2 separate regions of the Hordeum vulgare genome follow, and region 1 is linked to region 2. A link is a contact called in public Hi-C data. All regions are on one chromosome and are shown on one strand. The core of a region is the stretch at or near the end of the contact, and the rest is flanking DNA. Distances in the headings are between cores, read along the strand shown. Region 1 has its middle 8.4 kb from the start of LOC123407404. Region 2 has its middle 60 kb from the start of LOC123409306.

Evidence for each region. A called contact is a pair of places that touch in the nucleus more often than the background predicts.
Region 1: a Hi-C map of leaf shows a contact between it and region 2, with 4 times the contacts expected there. The contact joins two enhancer-like sites. A contact is called at or near these places in 2 of 6 Hi-C or Micro-C datasets (leaf and seedling).

What each region holds. Positions count from the first base shown.
Region 1 is chr7H:114,823,006-114,826,072 of MorexV3_pseudomolecules_assembly, reverse strand. No RefSeq gene overlaps it. Among protein-coding and RNA genes, the nearest start is that of LOC123407404, 8.4 kb to the right of the region's middle. Within about 2 kb of position 1,267, at least 3 of the 3 cell types and tissues checked have open chromatin away from gene starts, as enhancers often do. A contact at or near this core is called in leaf and seedling, where this site is marked.
Region 2 is chr7H:114,314,410-114,317,547 of MorexV3_pseudomolecules_assembly, reverse strand. No RefSeq gene overlaps it. Among protein-coding and RNA genes, the nearest start is that of LOC123409306, 60 kb to the left of the region's middle. Within about 2 kb of position 1,262, at least 3 of the 3 cell types and tissues checked have open chromatin away from gene starts, as enhancers often do. A contact at or near this core is called in leaf and seedling, where this site is marked.

The sequences.
Region 1 (3,067 bases), core at 18-2,517, 510 kb before region 2:
CTATTTTAGATGCCCTTGGGACGGTGTACGTTGTTGGATGTATTATTAACCATGCTCTTATGTATTTATTGGTGTCCTAAGGCTCGTCATAGTGGGAGTAACTTAGATAGTATCATGTACTTGGAACTAGCAAACATGTTGATGTGACAGACAATTAAAAAAGAAAGAGAATGTTAGAGCAAGTACAATAAGGTCCAGTTAGCAGGCTGTAAAGATTAAAATACTATATTTCTGCTGAGTTGGATGAGAGAGAAGAGGAAAGAGAAGGGAAGCGGGCTCTTTGTGAAGAGTCAGCTCTAGCATGTGCTCCTAGATGCTTTGTGAGAATTGAACGTGGGCCATATATGATAAAAGTAGTACTCTTTTATAGTTAACTATTGTACAAGCTGACTATAAAGTGGGCTATAAGACTGCTTATAGCCAGCAGTTGGCTATACTATTAACCATGCTCTTAGAGTAACATAGTAGATACCGTAACATGTTAAATACAATGATATTATGTGTTTTGCATGTCAATAAATAATGTCATCTATGATACTACTTTATGATACTATACATTACAGATGTAGTATCATACAATAGTATCATATGTATGATACTACTATATAATAGTCCTGACTATACGTGGCCAAACGGGCCGGTCCGGCACGGCCCGGCCCGCCGTAAACGTGCCAGGCACGACACGGCCTGCCTGGGCCCGATTAATATACGGGTCGTGTCGTGCCGGCCCGCGTGCCTGGCAGCCAGGCCCAAGCACGGCACGGCTAGGTAAACGGGCCGGCCCGAGGCACGATTAGCACGTTGGGCCTGATTTTTTTAAGCATATGGGCTTATTTTTTAGACTATTGGACCATATTCTTGCATATATATATATAATCTGAAAATATATATAAAAAAATAAACGGGCCGTGCTATGCCGGTCCGCGTGTCCAGCCTCCAGACCCAGGCACGGTCTGAGGCGTGCTTCGTGCCGGGCCCGAGCCCGATTAACCCGTGCCGGGCCGGGTCCGTGTCGTGCCAGGCACGCGCGCTGTCGGACCGGCCCATTTAATCGGCCCGTTTGGCCAGGTATAGGCCTCACTATAGCCAGCCTAACTCTGTAACCTAGACAAAATGATCAAAATTTAGTCCTCATTTGGCGTCTGCTAGTCGTACGTACTGGTCACATTTTCTTTGTTTGTCTGCATAGCGACATTCTGGTCAATTCAAAGCTGCCAGCCTTGTCTCGACTGATTGGCACGTCGCTACTCGCTAGGCACATGCACTCATATGGTGTGGGGGCAGTACTCTGCATCCACGCACCAGTCCAATCGTTTTGATCGGTGACATTCAGAATGCGGTATTCGTCTGATATATTTCTTAAAAATCGTCTTTTTTTCTTGAATAGGTCAACACAAAGCAGCAAAGAAAAATACTCGATCCGACTCTATCCCGAGGCCAGCGCGTCCGGCAAGAGCAGCAGACCTTTGCTTCCCTCCTCGCTCCGCCGTCCCCGCCACCAGTCGCTGGCCTTGCCACCGTCGTTTCCTTCCTTTGCCACTGGCTCCGCGTATACAGCAGCACGCCCCATTGTGGTTGTAGCTCCCCGTGACGACGGCCGCAGCTCCGGTGGTGGCGGTTGCAACTCCGGTGAAGATGACCATAGCTCCGGCGGGGATGGACCCATGGTAGCAGCTCCGGTGGTGTCATGTGGCCGTTTGGTGCTTGTGTTGATTCTAACAAAAACACTTGACAGTTGAAACATTGGCCCTGTTTGGATACTCTAACCGGGTTAGAGGTTAGAGTTAGATTCTAACCCTCAACTAACCCTGAACTAACTCTAACCCAAAAGGTGTTTGAATGAGAGGGTTAGATTGGCAATAAATGCTCTTTCTCAATCATTTGGCTACTTTTGTCCATGTTCAGTGTCGGATTTGGTGTGACCGGTCGTTGTGTGGTTGTGGCGGAACGGCGTGGGGTGGGGTGCTGCAGACGGCGACTGGGGCGGGGCGGGGCGGTGCTGCAGCCGGCGGGGCGCGGCGCGGCGGTGCTGCAGCCGGCGGGACGGGGCGCGGCGCGGCGGCCGGCGGGCGGGGCGGGGCGCTGCAGCCGCGGGGCGGGGCGGGGTGCTGCAGCCGGCGGGGCGGGGCGCAGCGGCCGGCGGGCGGGGCGAGGTGCTGCAGCCGGCGGGGCGGGGCGCGACGGCCGGCGGGCGGGGCAGGGCGCGACGGCCAGCGGGCGGGGCGGGGCGGTGCTGCAGGCGGCTGGGGCGGGGCAGGGCGCGGCGCGGCGGCCGGCTGGCGGGGCGCGGCGGGGCGGGGCTGGGACGGGGCAGACGGGGCGGTGAGGAGGGAGGGAGCGACGGGGGCGGGGTTAGTGGGAGGGATCTTGTGCGGTTGGATGTGAATTTTTTTTCTTTCTTTTTTGATCCCCACCTAAGTCTAACCCAAAAAAGCACCTCTTGGGTGGGTTAGATGCATCTAACCAACTCTAACCCTACCTGTTTGGATTTTTGAGGGTTAGATAGCTCAACTCTAACCCAATCTAACTCTAACCCTAGGATCCAAACAGGGCCATTTTTCATATACCGTTAAAGTTTTTTCTGTCAACGGTTACAACAGACGCGAGCATGGTTCCCCAGCTTGGCCATGGTGACCGTCAAAGCTCTCTGTTGTCCGAGATGCAACTCAACCGTGATGGATGTAGCAAAACGTCATGCCGGTTGTAGCAAAATGAAACACCGCATGTAGCAAAAATCGCGACGTCATGTGCGATGTAGCAAAATGTGGCACCGATGATAGCAAAATACGGTGCCAGTTGTAGCAAATTTTGATGTCGGATGAAACATGTAGTAAATTACTGAGCTGCAACTTCCTCGGCCATGCCCGTTGCAGCTCCGATCGCCATGGGGGAAATCGAGGGGGTTTGAAGGTGCTCGTCGAAGAAGAAGACGGGGCTCGCTGAAGGAGATCACCGGGGTAGGATTTCCAATGGCAAAAGGGAGATTGGGTAAAGGAAGGAGAAGGATGCGGGATGTGGAAGAAGATAACATGATGGGCCCTTCGATTTGATCGCTGCCGTGAGCAAG
Region 2 (3,138 bases), core at 13-2,512:
GCCCCTTGCATCTCCTTGCCCGTGCCTCGTGCATCGTGATGTTAGCGCGTCTCATGGGCGCAACCACCATGGCCGGCCGCTGGGTACCCCTGTGCGACCATCCCTCGATCATGGCGTGCTATTGTGAAGTCGGCCTACGGGGCCATGGTGGAGGTGGGTTGCCGTGGGCGACGGGGCCTACCTCTCCTCTTTTTTGCTCAATTTTTTACTGTATCAGCCACCTTTCTTCATTTCTCTGGCTTTGGCTACACATTAACCATATCTAATCCTCTTCTTGTTGGCTTCTAGATTTTGTAACTCGTGAATGTATATAAGTTGGGAGGATTTGATGTATACAAACAGGATGGGACTATTAACTGAAACATGCTATGAAATACCAAACCAACGAATCACAGGCAGGAGCACGTAGCGCCTACGAATGGAGCCCAAGCAGCAGTGCGTAGCGTGTGTGAAGCCCAGCAGGGCGACCAGAAGACAAGCGAATTGTTGAGTCGTTTTTTCTCACTTATTTTTGTATTGCGGGTTTATTTTCATAAAACACAGAGGCTTTTTTGTAAAATGTCGCGACGGTGAGCGGGTAGAAGCACCCCATGCTTTATTATTAGGTATATATTAACAAGCAACTACATTGTCCAAAAGCTTAGTGAACAGACTGTCTAGAGGCTCGTGTGTCCATCCAAATGAAAACTTACTACAAAAGCTACAATTAGTTAGCACATGCATCGCTTGATTAGCAGACCAAAAAGAATGTCCAAAGGTGACCCCTCAAATTAACATAGCTACCACGATACACTCTACAAAGATAGCCGTTGCAGTATCCATCATCTTGATTGCCCAGTCCAAAATTTAATCACATTAAGAGAATCCATTCAGCTTCAACACTAGAGAAACCTAACTGGTGAGTGAAGTTAAGACCTTCACTCATTGATCTTGCCTTCGTGCTCATCACATTTGCAGCATATGGAATGTAAGAACACTTTGCCGCAACAAAAGTACCTTTCTCATTCCTAAGGGGGATGTTGGACTACTCGTACTTGTTCTTCCTCAATGAATGCTGCATCAAAATTAAGTTTAATATGTTTTGGTTCGGGCATGGATCATCTTTACTCTGTGTTGACGGTATTGTGACTCTGTGCAATCCAAACATTATTAGTAATAGCAAGCTCACATCGGCCAACGCAATTGTGGGGGTGAGCGTTGGATAGTCCGTTCAATAGGAGTTGGACTTACTAAATCCGGTGGATATAAATATTTCTCCGGGGCCGTCTATGGGCTCACACGAAGTTGGAAGAAGCCCTTGCATGCATTGCCTCGTACATGGACCAGGTGGGCCACCGCTCGCGAGCAGTAGCGCATGTGGGTTTGGGAGCATGCAGCTTAGTTCTTCTTATATTGTATTTCTTAATAAAAATAAAAACCGCAAATTTGAAAAAAAAACATAACATATATTTGAAGAAAATAATAATCATGCATTTGTAAAAATGATAAATATGTACAGGAAACTGTGTCAGTTGTATACAAAAAAATGTATAATGTCTATGCAGAAAAGTTGAAATAAAAAATATTTGGAAAAATATTAAGAATGTATTTTCAAAATTTAATGTAATGTAAAAAAATAGTTATCATAGTTTTAAAAATATTCATATAACTGAAACAAAGTCTGAACATGAATTTGGAAATATCAATCATGTACTCGAAACAAATATTAAAAGCATAAACTTGTGTATAAACAAATATTAACCATATATTTGAAATATATTTAATGTGCTTAGAAAATTTGCAGGCGTATATCAAAACTGTACAATGTAAGAAAAAAGTAGACATAAAAAATTATTTAGAAAAATATTAATTAGTTGTTTAATTTTTTTAACGAGCATAAGAAATGCTCCAGGTCTATGTGAAAACCAATTAGACATAAAAATATATTTAAAAATAATTTAAACAATTGTGAAAAAGTCTTAACAAGCATAAATATATACAAAAATTAAATGATAATCATGCATTTTAAAATGTACAATATGTTTGAAAAAAATCTTGGTGAATGCGAAAAATGTATAATCTGTAGAAAAAAATAATAAAGTATCAAAATATATATTTTAGTACATTAAAAAATATATTTTGGAAAAGAGTTAATAATGTATTAAAAAATGTTAGTTACTTATCTATAAACATGATGTATAAGAGAATTGTATATGAGGAAACAGAGATGGGTCGAAAAGAAGAAAAAAATCAATGAAAACAGAAGAATATATCAAAAAAGGAAAGTAAAAAAGAAAATAGAAAAAAGGAAAGAAATGCAAAACAATGGAATAAATTTGAAGTAAATGAAAAACTGAAAAACTGAAAAAAGGCAAAGTAAACCAAATAGGAAAAGAAAAGGTGAAAGAAAAACCTAATAAACCAACGCAAAACAGCGAATCACACTGGAAGAACAATTATGTTGAAAAGAGCAAGAAAAAAATCAAATGGAAAAAGAGAAAATGAAAGAGAGATTAAGAAATCAATAAAATCATAAAAGTCTAAATGGTGTAAATTAAAGAAAAAGAAAGAACAATCTATAGCGACGAGTGATATAGTGAACGATGAGATCTCCTGTCTGACACTGGTTAGCATGAAACAGGGAAGCTTTCGCTCAAGGAAGGTGCAGATGGGCTGGCCTGTTTGAAGCTCAGGACTCAAACACGTAAAAAAATCACCAAAAATAACCTCTCCAGCAAGGGATCTAACTCATGACTTCCCGCTCGTGACCGGTAAAACCAAACCAATCGAGCTGAACTTCCTAGTAGTTTGAATGCAGTGCGATAGTTTAGAGTACCGAACATATTATGAAATTTTTCATACAATTCAAGAAAAATCTGAACAAAATTTGACAAACGCAAGCACTTTGTAAAAGCGTGAATAATTTTTAGATTGAGATTTTTTCGTCAATCGTGAAAAATTATTGGACATGAATAAAAAATTCGACATTGCAAAAAGATGAATAATTTTACAATTTACATTGAACATTTTTATAATATATCTTGAACAATTTTTAAATACATGTTGAACATTTTTGGAAATATGCTAAAATAAATTAAATATACTTTGAACATTTATGTAATTTATGTTGAATAAATTTAGAATTTGAACAAAACTAAA